Regions from separate parts of the Mus musculus genome. Here all the other regions are linked to region 1. Evidence: chromatin contacts called from public Hi-C data. All regions are on one chromosome and are shown on one strand. The core of a region is the stretch at or near the end of the contact, and the rest is flanking DNA. Distances in the headings are between cores, read along the strand shown. Region 1 overlaps Fbxl13 (F-box and leucine-rich repeat protein 13). Region 2 overlaps Gsap (gamma-secretase activating protein). Region 3 overlaps Gsap (gamma-secretase activating protein).

Region 1 (3,486 bases), core at 740-3,239:
CATTTCATGGAAACTGGGCCTTGACAACCCTCTCACTAACTCTGAGCTTGGCTAGCAGTTTAACTGATAGTATATAAGCCCTACCATCTGTCAAGGAAGGAGCGCTCCTTAAGACCAAAAATGATACCGAGGAAATGATGCAAAACAGAACCTGACTTGCTTTCACGAGTTGATGGAACTAGACCTAAAACTGCATATTTCCCAGATAAGTTCAAATTGTATTTCTCAAATCATTAGTCTCAGCTTTCCCTCCAAAATATTAGGCAGTCTGCATGCATAAGTTTGAATTCATTTTAAAACTAACACATTCCAAAATTAAGACTTAACTCAATATTTTTTTTGTTCAAGTTCCCAAGAACTAGTTAGCCAGAGATGTCATCAAGTTAAATGCTATTTTTAACGACTTTAAGGCTCTTTTTGTTTTGTTTAATTTTTGTTTTTGAGATAGGCTAACCTGGATACTCACTATGTAGAAGAGGCTGACCTCAAACTCACTATGTAGAAGAGGCTGGCCTCAAACTCACTATGTAAAAGAGGCTGGCCTCAAACTCACCATGTAAAATAGGCTGGCCTCAAACTCACCATGTAGAAGAGGCTGGCCTCAAACTCACTATGTAGAAGAGGCTGGCCTCAAACTCAGAGATCTGTCTATCTCCAACTCCTAGGATCAAAAGTATGTGGCACCGTGCCCAGCTAATAAATGATTTAAAAAGTAACTTTGCAACGCATTCATTTCATTGAATAACATTAGCAAACCCAGATGTTTAACATGTTAGTGTCAAAAATTCATTCCCAACTTTCCACTATTATGTAAATCTACCCTCTTATTACCTGCCATTTTAACAAACATCCAATTCATAATTTACTTCATTGGGAAAATTCTGAGACTATCTCTAAAAATACATCATGCTTAGTGTTGTTTTAAGATTTAGAAGCCTTACATTATCCTGTGGGGATTTAGTGACTTTTTAAGTTAGCCTAAAACTGAGGATTTTCATTATAATATTTTCATACATATACATCATTAGACATTTTTTTCTTTGTATTTTTCTTAACAATTTAACTTTTATTTTTATGCATATGTGGTGGTTTGAATAGGAATGACCCCTCGAGGCACATTATTTGAATGCTTGGTCATTAGAGAGTAGCATTGTTAATAGGCGTGTCCTTGTTGGAGTAGGTGTAACCTGGTTGGAGGAAGAGTGTCACTTGAGGTGGGCTTTGGGATTTCAAATGCTCAAGCTGGGCTCCGTGTCTCTTTTGTCCTGCTGCCTGTTGACCCAGATGCAGAACTCTCAGCTACCTTGCTAGCACATGTCTCCCTGCATGTGAGCATGCTTCCCGCCATAACAATAATGGAATAAAACCTCTAAAATCTATAAACAAGTTCAAATTAAGAGTCACCACGGTCATAGTGTCTCTTTACAGCAACAGAACACTGACTAAGACAGTGTGTGTGGTGTGTGTGTGTGTGTATGTCAACATGCAGGTGCCCGAGGAGGACTGTAATTCCAGCCTGATGTGTGCACTTACATACTGACACACACATACGCATGACACCTGACACCCTCTCTGGCCTCCATGTGTACCCATCACTCGTGGAATATACTCACACAGAAATACACACGCATAGATAATTTTAAAAAGGGGGGCAATGCATTGCAAAGAAAACAATCAACAGTAAAGCACCAATCTCCAGAATGAGAGAAATATTTGCCTCACCTAACAGAAGGCTGGAATGTAATTTATAAAAGGATACTCCCTACACAACAAGTAATCTGATTTTAAATGGACAAACGATCTGAATAAGTACATCTCAAGAGAAGGAATACAGATGGATAAAACTATATGAAAAGTTCTCAGTTGCCAGCAGTCATCGGGAAAATACAAATAAGAACCACAATGAGATGCTGCTGTCTTACCCTTCTGTCAACAATATGCACACATACACCATTTCCTGCTGGGAACGTGGAGAAAAGGGAACTCTTGAACACTGCTGGAAGGTGTGAGTCAGTCCAGTCACAGTGAGGGCAGTATGGCAGTTCCTCATAAAAACATTTACCAGGGCTGCAGAGATCACTCAGTGATTAGGAACACAGAGAATCAAGGTTTGATTTTCACAACCAACACGGTGATGTATGTGTCAACAGTATACTATCACTCAGAAAACCATAAGAATGACCTGACACAGAGAAACTATTAGGGCCAGAGTGATAGACTTCATTACCTAACACTTTAAATTCTCTGACATCGAAATACTCTAGAGGCAAAAGAAATAATGTTAAATGTGATGGGAGGAAATATTCAAATATATTCTAGATAAAAGGTTAATATTGCATATATATACATATATATCACAAGTATAAATTATAATGGAAAGACAGGACATGAGCAGATAATTTTTTTTTAAGATTTATTTATTTATTATATGTAAGTACACTGTAGCTGTCTTCAGACACTCCAGAAGAGGGCGTCAGATCATGTTACAGATGGTTGTGAGCCACCATGTGGTTGCTGGGATTTGAACTTCGAACCTTCGGAAGAGCACCCACTGAGCCATTTCACCAGCCCCTGGCACAGTTATCTTAATGTTATGTAAAAACTGTTTGCCAACACCTCTGATTGGCTAATACAGAGCTGGGCAGGAGAAGAGAATAGGGCAGGGTTTTGGATCATAGTTGGGGGTACTAAAAGAGGAGAAGGAGACCAAGGAGAGAGGGAGTCAAGAGAGGGTGTGGGAAAAGGAGGGACAGAGGGAGGAAGCAGGGGAGGGAGAGACAAGAGAAAGGTGTAGAGAGACCTGGAAGAACCAGGAGGATTCACCATGAGGTTTCCATGAGAGAGCAGCCAGGAAGACACCCATGGACCAGAGTAAGCCAGGACAAGATCTCCACTTGTCTCAGAGCTGGAGGTAGCGGTATGCAGACACTCAGCTTCTTATATAGGTGCTGGGATACAAACCCTCACCCTGGTTGCTCAGCAAGAGCTGCTAATCACTAAGCCATCTCTTCAGCCCTAAATAGGTTAAAAACAGGTTTTTTTTGGGGGGGGGGTGTTGTTGTTGTTGTTCTCTAACTGGATGCATAGACTGGCATTAATAAAACCGCAGCATGTTGGGGCAGACCTTTAATCCCAGTACTCGGAAGGAGGGGGCAGGCACTTTGAGTTCAAGGCCAACCTGGTCTACACAGTGGAACCTTGTCTCAAAAAAGTAAAGAAATGAAATTTCAGGAGGGTGTGGTGGCACACGTTTTTAATCCCAGCACCCAGGAGGCAGAGGCAGGTAGATCTTTGAGCTCAAGGCCAGCCTGGTCTACAAATTGAGTCCAGGAGAGTCGGGGCTCTGTTATACAGAGAAACTTTATCTTAAAAAACCAAAAGATAAACAAAATAAAATTACATGTCAGAAAGGTCTATATGTAAGATATAATGTCAAATATTCATCCTAAGAAAATATTAAGTATTGCTGCTTAAAAAGAAGAGAGA
Region 2 (3,218 bases), core at 359-2,858, 330 kb before region 1:
TTACAAGACCAGTGCTCTAATCCCTGAGCTATAAGGGTCACTTATTTTAACCATCATAATACCTCTAGGTCCACTCATTTGTCCTGCATGACAAGATACCGTTTTAAAGCAGAGTAACATTACACTGTTTGTGTATTTTCATTTTATTTACCTGTTTATCAATGGGTGTTTCTATATCTTAGCTATGATGAATTATAGTCTAATGAGCATTAGTGTACAAGTCCCTTTACTATCTTGACTCTCATTCTTTTGGATGTGTAGAATGATTATGGGGTTGTCTTGCTGATCCTATGTTTGGCTTCTGTGAGGTGGCCTGTGCTGTCCCCCACAGTGGTGGGACCATTTCACTGACAGGCAACTGACCATCCACAGTGCACAAGGGCTTCCGTTTCTCCACATTCTCTCCAACACTTACCTCTGCTTTTGTACCCTGAGAGGTGGAAGGTAACATTTCACCATAGTTTTGATTTGCATTTTGCTGATTAGTGATGTTGACTCTGTCTTTCCGTGTAACTCTAAATTAGTCATATTTTCAGGGACTAGAGCTCTGTGTCCGCAGGTTTAATAAGATGTTGTCTTGCTGTTGACTTGTTTTATTATTTTTATGGCCTGGATTTGCAACCTCTCATCAGTTTTCTGCTTTATATGCATTCGCTCCTTTATTCTGTAACTACTTTTAAACTCGGCTACCTTTCTTGCTTTCCTTCACCCTCAGTCCCCTGCACCCCAGTCCCCTGCCCTGTGTAGGCTCAAGTAGCACAGGTAGCTCAGGTAGCTCAGGATGGCATCAAACTTTCGTAGCCAACACTGGCCTTGAACTTCTGATTATCCAAGTTCTGGCATTACACGAGGGTGTTTCCGTACCATACCAGGCTTTTCCTTTTCTATCAAATGCTTATAATTGTTCATGTGACAAGAGAAGAGAGGGCAAAGTGGCACCACTGGTGTGTGTGTGTGTGTGTGTGTGTGTGTGTGTGTGTGTGTTTACAAGGGGTTCATACTAAGCATTTATAAGGGAGATTGCTTTTCAGATCTATGGGACTAGCAAAAATTGAGTTTCATAAGTCAGACATGTAAGTAAAAAAAGGGAGTGAGGAAGTGGCGAGCAGAGTCGTTTGTTTGTTTGTATGATTGTTTTTATGTTTGTTTGGTTTTGTTTGCTTGCTTGTTTGCTGTCATCTCTCTCTCCCTGGCTTCAGCAAGGGCGATATCTCTGAGGACGACGATTAGTGCGATGAAACCGATGGCTAGTTATAGCCACCCACTCTGCTCAGAGCTGACACACAGAGATGAGGCTGTAAATAGGCTACTGCCCTTGATACTGTGCCAATGACGCACACATGAAGGATTGTTGGGGTGTCACCAGGTACCCGACACTGGAGAAGGAATTTTGAACCTGGGAATACGACTCGTGATCTAGTATAAATGCTTTTTCAGGAATAAGTTTTGACTTTATTAGTCTGGGAAAGAATTTCCAAGTCCATGTGAAACTGTGTTGATTAGGTAGTAATACTATAATTTGTTTTGAATTGGGGAACCCAGTGAACTCAATCTGTTTTTAGCCATTTACATCAACTTGAGGACAACATCTGCACGTCATGTGATCCTTGGTGTTGCCAGGAATTATGAGTGACCCAGTGCTCATGACTCATATATTCAGAGAGAAAGTGCCGTGACTTCTCAGAACTCAAACTACAGTTCACTGAGCATAATTTGTTTGACCGTGTACATCCTGAGGACAGGCTGTGATTCTCTGTCATTCCTGCATCCAGTCAGTTGTTGAGCATGTACATGTTATCATGAGACTTTTCCTGTCCTGGCTGGTTTTATGTCAACTTGACATAAGCTGGAGTCATCTGAGAGGAGGGAACCTCAGCTAAAAAATTGCTTCCCTTAGACTAGGGCATGGGCAAGCATGTAGGGTATTTTTTTAAACAATTTTTTATTAGATATTTTCTTCATTTACATTTCAAATGCTATCCTGAAAGTCCCCTATACCCTCCCCTCACTCTGCTCCCCAACCCACCCACTCCCGCTTCCTGGCCCTGGTGTTCGCCTGTACTGGGGAATATAATCTTTGCAAGACCAAGGGCCTCTCCTCCCAATGATGGCCGACTAGGCCATCTTCTGCTACATATGCAGCTAGAGACACGAGCTCTGGGGGTACTGGTTAGTTCATATTGCTGTTCCTTCTATAGGGTTACAGACCCCTTCAGGTCCTTGGGTACATTCTCTAGCTCCTCCATTGGGGGCCCTGTGTTCCATCCAATAGCTGACTGTGAGCATCCACTTCTGTATTTGCCAGGCACTGGCATAGCCTCACAAGAGACAGCTATATCAGGGTTGTGTCAGCAAAATTTTGCTGACATATGCAATAGTGTCTGCGTTTGGTGGCTGATTATGGTTGGATCCCCATATGGGTGGGGCAGTCTCTGGATGGTCCTTCCTTCCATCTCAGCTCCAAACTTTGTCTCTACCATCCAATGGAAAAAGGACAGCATTTTCAACAAATGGTGCTGGCTTACCTGGCGGTTATCATGCAGAAGAATGAGAATTGATCCATTCTTATCTCCCTGTACAAATCTCAAGTCTAAGTGGATCAAGGAATTCCACATAAAACCAGAGACACTGAAACTTATAGAGGAGAAAGTGAGGAAATCCTTGAAGATATGAGCACAGGGGGAAAATTCCTGAACAGAATAGCAATGGCTTGTGCTATAAGATCAAGAATTGACAAATGGGACCTCATAAAATTGCAAAGCTTCTGTAAGGCAAAAGACACCGTCAATAAGACAAAAAGGCCACCAACAGATTGGAAAAGGATCTTTACCAATCCTAAATCAGATATGGGACTAATATCCAATATATACAAAGAACTCAAGAAGATAGACTCCAGAAAATCAAATAAACCCATGAAAAAACTGGGGCACAGAGCTAAACAAAGAATTCTCAACTAAGGAATACCGAATGGCTGAGAAGCACCTGAAAAAATGTTCAACATCCTTAATCATCAGGGAAATGCAAATCAAAACAACCCTGACATTCCACCTCACACCAGTCAGAATGGCTAAGATCAAAAATTCAGGTGACAGCAGATGCTGGCGAGGATGTGGAGAAACAGGAACACTCCTCCATTGTTGGTGGGATTGCTAGCTTGTACAACCACTCTAGAAATCAGTCTGGTGGTTCCTCAGAAAATTGGACATAGTACTACTGGA
Region 3 (3,099 bases), core at 352-2,851, 360 kb before region 1:
GAACACAGTAAGTGACAAAATCTCGGTGCTCACCACTGTGGGAAGGGGGAGATCATTCCTGTTACGGTGACCAGCTTTATAATTTCACTTCTGTTTTGACTGACAAGCAGCTGAAGTGAAATTTCTTGTCAGATGGGTATAAACAACCAGAAAACTCAAAATCTAACTGCTGTAAAATCTGGAGCATTTTAAAGGTTAATATGGTGCCACATATGAAAAATTTATCCTATGTGGTAAAATCCTATATACATACATGCATATATTCTGAAATGCATATGCAAAAGGAGTATTATTGTGTTAGTAAAAGTTGGATGCTTTGGGAACACTCAAAGGCATATTTCTAAAGTGTGTGTGTGTGTTTTGAAAGACATTTCATGTTTAGATTTCTCTTTTCTCACTAAAAGACCTCATGTATATGAAGGATTTCAAAATCTAAAATTTTTTAAAAGCCAAATCTGATTCACTTGTGCCACTAAGCCCCTTGGCCAAGGATGCTCTGTCCGCAGTAACTCTCTTCCATTGGCTGGAAGTATTTACATAAAGCAATAGGCTTGATGTGGCAGACACAGGGTGGCTGTCACTCTTCTGGCAGGCAGAACAGAACCTCAGTGATCATATTTTATAAAAGGACACTTTTACTCCTTCATTCACCAGTTTCAAGTATTTAATAGGTTTTATGAATGAGTAATAGCTAGACCACTGTGGTAATACTTGGTACAGTTTGACTTTTGGGACCCCTTTTCTTGTTTTTTATAAAGATTTATAAAGAAAATTAGGCAACTCAAAAGCTTCAGGGCGAAGCAAAGTGATGCTTCCTGTTGGTCTAGACGCCTTTACGGTAGGCGGTGATGCACTAGAGTGCTGTTCTGTGAGAGGCGGCCTGCAGCACCTGCCTCTTCCCCTTTCAGGTAGATGGTGGAGTAGTGTGCTTGGTCATGAAGCAGGAGGTATATTAAGAAGGTATTCAGAGCATTACATTTAATTTAGGCAACAGACATTGGGAAATACATACTAAATTGTGACACTTTTCACTTTGTATTTTGCTTAAGAGGCATATAAAGAGCATGCTTGTAATTCGGCACTCAGGAGATGCAGGCAGGAAGATCTTCAGGTGGAGGTTAGCCTGGACTACATAGTAGTGAGACCCTGTCTAAAGAAAAAAAAAAAGAGAGAAATATTCAAATGCATTTGATATACTTAAATTTTTTTGTTTTCTTTTTGTTTTAAGACATGGGCTCATATATGCCTGGCCTGCATCAATTGCCTGTGTAGCTGAGGACAATCTTAAATCCCTGATCCATCTGCCCCTCATTCCCAAGTGCTGGGATTGCAAGCGTGTACCGCCGTACACAGTTGTTTGACTAATTTCTAAATTTTTGATACTTATAATAGTAGTGATTTCCCGAAGGCCTTCTCTGCTTGTTTTTTTTGGATTATAGTTAATAGATTTCTTTGCTACGGTGTAAAATTGCAAGGGTAAGACCGGGTTTCTCCTTTTTCTAGGCACCCACTTTGTCTTTCTTTTAGACAACTTAGGACTGTGTGGGCAGAGTGTGGTTCTGTGGCAGGAAGCCAGCAAGTTACACCATCGGGTCAGGAAATACACACCTCAGGGCCCTCTGGGTGTTACCCACTGCTCTTCTGTCCTGTGACTGAGGTGTGGAGAGGCAGAGTTGGGAGCAGTGGTCCCTGGGCAGTGTTCTTACCCGGCTGCTGTGTGAGCCACCATGCCAATGGGCAGAGAATCATTTGTTTATTCCTCAAGACTCTCTGGGGCCCAGGAGACTTTGTGGATATACACATAACGCACCAGGAAGTCCCACAAGAAAATGTAGAGAAACCCACAGTTATAACCTCCACATAGTAGACTTATCTTGGGGTTTACCAAGTGGCTTTAAACCTTTTTGTGGTTGGAATAAGTTCCCTTAAAAGGCTCTGTGCGTTTATATTCGTCTTTAGCAATGATGCAAGTATTACCCTTCTCTAGTCACAATCATCCCTAACACTTGCTACAACAGGAAGCAGCAAGTTCTCACATCCAGATGAAAAGATTGACTTGGATTTTTTTTTTTCTTAAATTTGAGACAAAGAATTTACTATTTAGCTCAGGCTAGCCTAGAAGCCTCTCATTTGGACCACAGATGGCTAGCGCCACACTTACCAGCAACTGAATTTTTAAAATAAAGACTATTGTAAAAAACTAAAACAACAACAAAAACAAATAAACACCAAAAAACCCATACACTGAATTTAATTGAACCCAAAGTCTATACATTTCAATGGCCTTCCATACTGTTAAATAAAATACTAGATAGTATTCTTGCTTGTAGCTAATTCTAAATTGTGCATTATAATTTTAGTTATTTTAAATGTTACTATTGTACATTTGAAAATGCTATTTAGAACTTGCATAAGTTACTTTTTTGTTGTTGTTGTAAAAAAAAAAAACCAAAAACCCACAAGAATTGGTTTAAGAGAGAAGGGGAATTTTCCCACTGTTCTCCCATCCAATCCTTTGAGGCAGAGAAAGCATGGTGGCGACATCTGGCTATACTGCACCCCAGCCAGAAGTTAGGGAGCGATCAGTGCTTCGGCCCCACTGGATTCCATGTCTGTTCAATCAGTACCCACAAGAAAGGGTGATGACTGCATGTAGCGCTGGTCTTCCCACCTCAATCCACCCAGTTAGTTTATGCCTCATAGACCTGTCAGAGGTGAGAATCAATATTAACCACCTTGGGTGGTTGCACATACCTTTAATCTCAATACTGGAGAGGCAGAGCAGGTGGATCTCTGAGTTAGAGGTTAGCCCGGTCTACAGAGTGAATTCCAGGACACAGCCAGGGCTACACAGAGAAACCCTTTCAAAAAAAGAAAAGAAAAAAAAACTAACGACCAAGAAAGAAAACAAAAAAGAAAAACCTAAAACAAAACAAAACTCCAAATCCCCCCAAAACAAAAAACCAAAAGAACCAGACAAACAAACTAGCAAAACAAAAAACAAACAAAAAACCAACCAAACAAACAAACAAACAAACAAAAAAAAACCCCACAAAAAAACAAAACAAAACCAGAACATTTACTTTTCCAAAGCAAGAG

What was found. Hi-C and Micro-C count contacts between places; a contact is called where the count stands out from the background.
Region 2: a contact with region 1 is called in a Hi-C map of bone marrow-derived macrophages, with 24 read pairs. The contact joins two enhancer-like sites. A contact is called at or near these places in 5 of 484 Hi-C or Micro-C datasets (CD4 T cells, Sertoli cells, bone marrow-derived macrophages and 2 more), 1 of 115 datasets of contacts at active chromatin or transcription factors (embryonic fibroblasts) and 2 of 9 other capture datasets (adipose tissue and liver).
Region 3: a contact with region 1 is called in a Hi-C map of bone marrow-derived macrophages, with 27 read pairs. The contact joins two enhancer-like sites. A contact is called at or near these places in 2 of 15 datasets of contacts at CTCF or cohesin (the NIH/3T3 cell line and large pre-B cells), 4 of 484 Hi-C or Micro-C datasets (bone marrow-derived macrophages, colorectal tumor organoids, embryonic stem cells and 1 more), 3 of 115 datasets of contacts at active chromatin or transcription factors (acute myeloid leukemia, embryonic basal ganglia and embryonic stem cells) and 1 of 9 other capture datasets (liver).

What each region holds. Positions count from the first base shown.
Region 1 is chr5:21,609,197-21,612,682 of GRCm38.p6, forward strand. The region is part of intron 7 of Fbxl13 (F-box and leucine-rich repeat protein 13); the gene reads right to left. It also overlaps the pseudogene Gm8539. Among named protein-coding and RNA genes, the nearest start is that of Fbxl13, 35 kb to the right of the region's middle. Within about 2 kb of position 1,990, at least 5 of the 459 cell types and tissues checked have an H3K27ac peak or open chromatin away from gene starts, as enhancers often do. A contact at or near this core is called in bone marrow-derived macrophages, where this site is marked.
Region 2 is chr5:21,282,218-21,285,435 of GRCm38.p6, forward strand. All of the region lies in intron 26 of Gsap (gamma-secretase activating protein), which reads left to right. Among named protein-coding and RNA genes, the nearest start is that of Fgl2, 89 kb to the right of the region's middle. Within about 2 kb of position 1,609, at least 35 of the 459 cell types and tissues checked have an H3K27ac peak or open chromatin away from gene starts, as enhancers often do. A contact at or near this core is called in bone marrow-derived macrophages, where this site is marked.
Region 3 is chr5:21,254,035-21,257,133 of GRCm38.p6, forward strand. Gsap (gamma-secretase activating protein) reads left to right here. Exons shown (of 31, transcript NM_175437.3): 18 at 1-7. Among named protein-coding and RNA genes, the nearest start is that of Gsap, 69 kb to the left of the region's middle. Within about 2 kb of position 1,602, at least 94 of the 459 cell types and tissues checked have an H3K27ac peak or open chromatin away from gene starts, as enhancers often do. A contact at or near this core is called in bone marrow-derived macrophages, where this site is marked.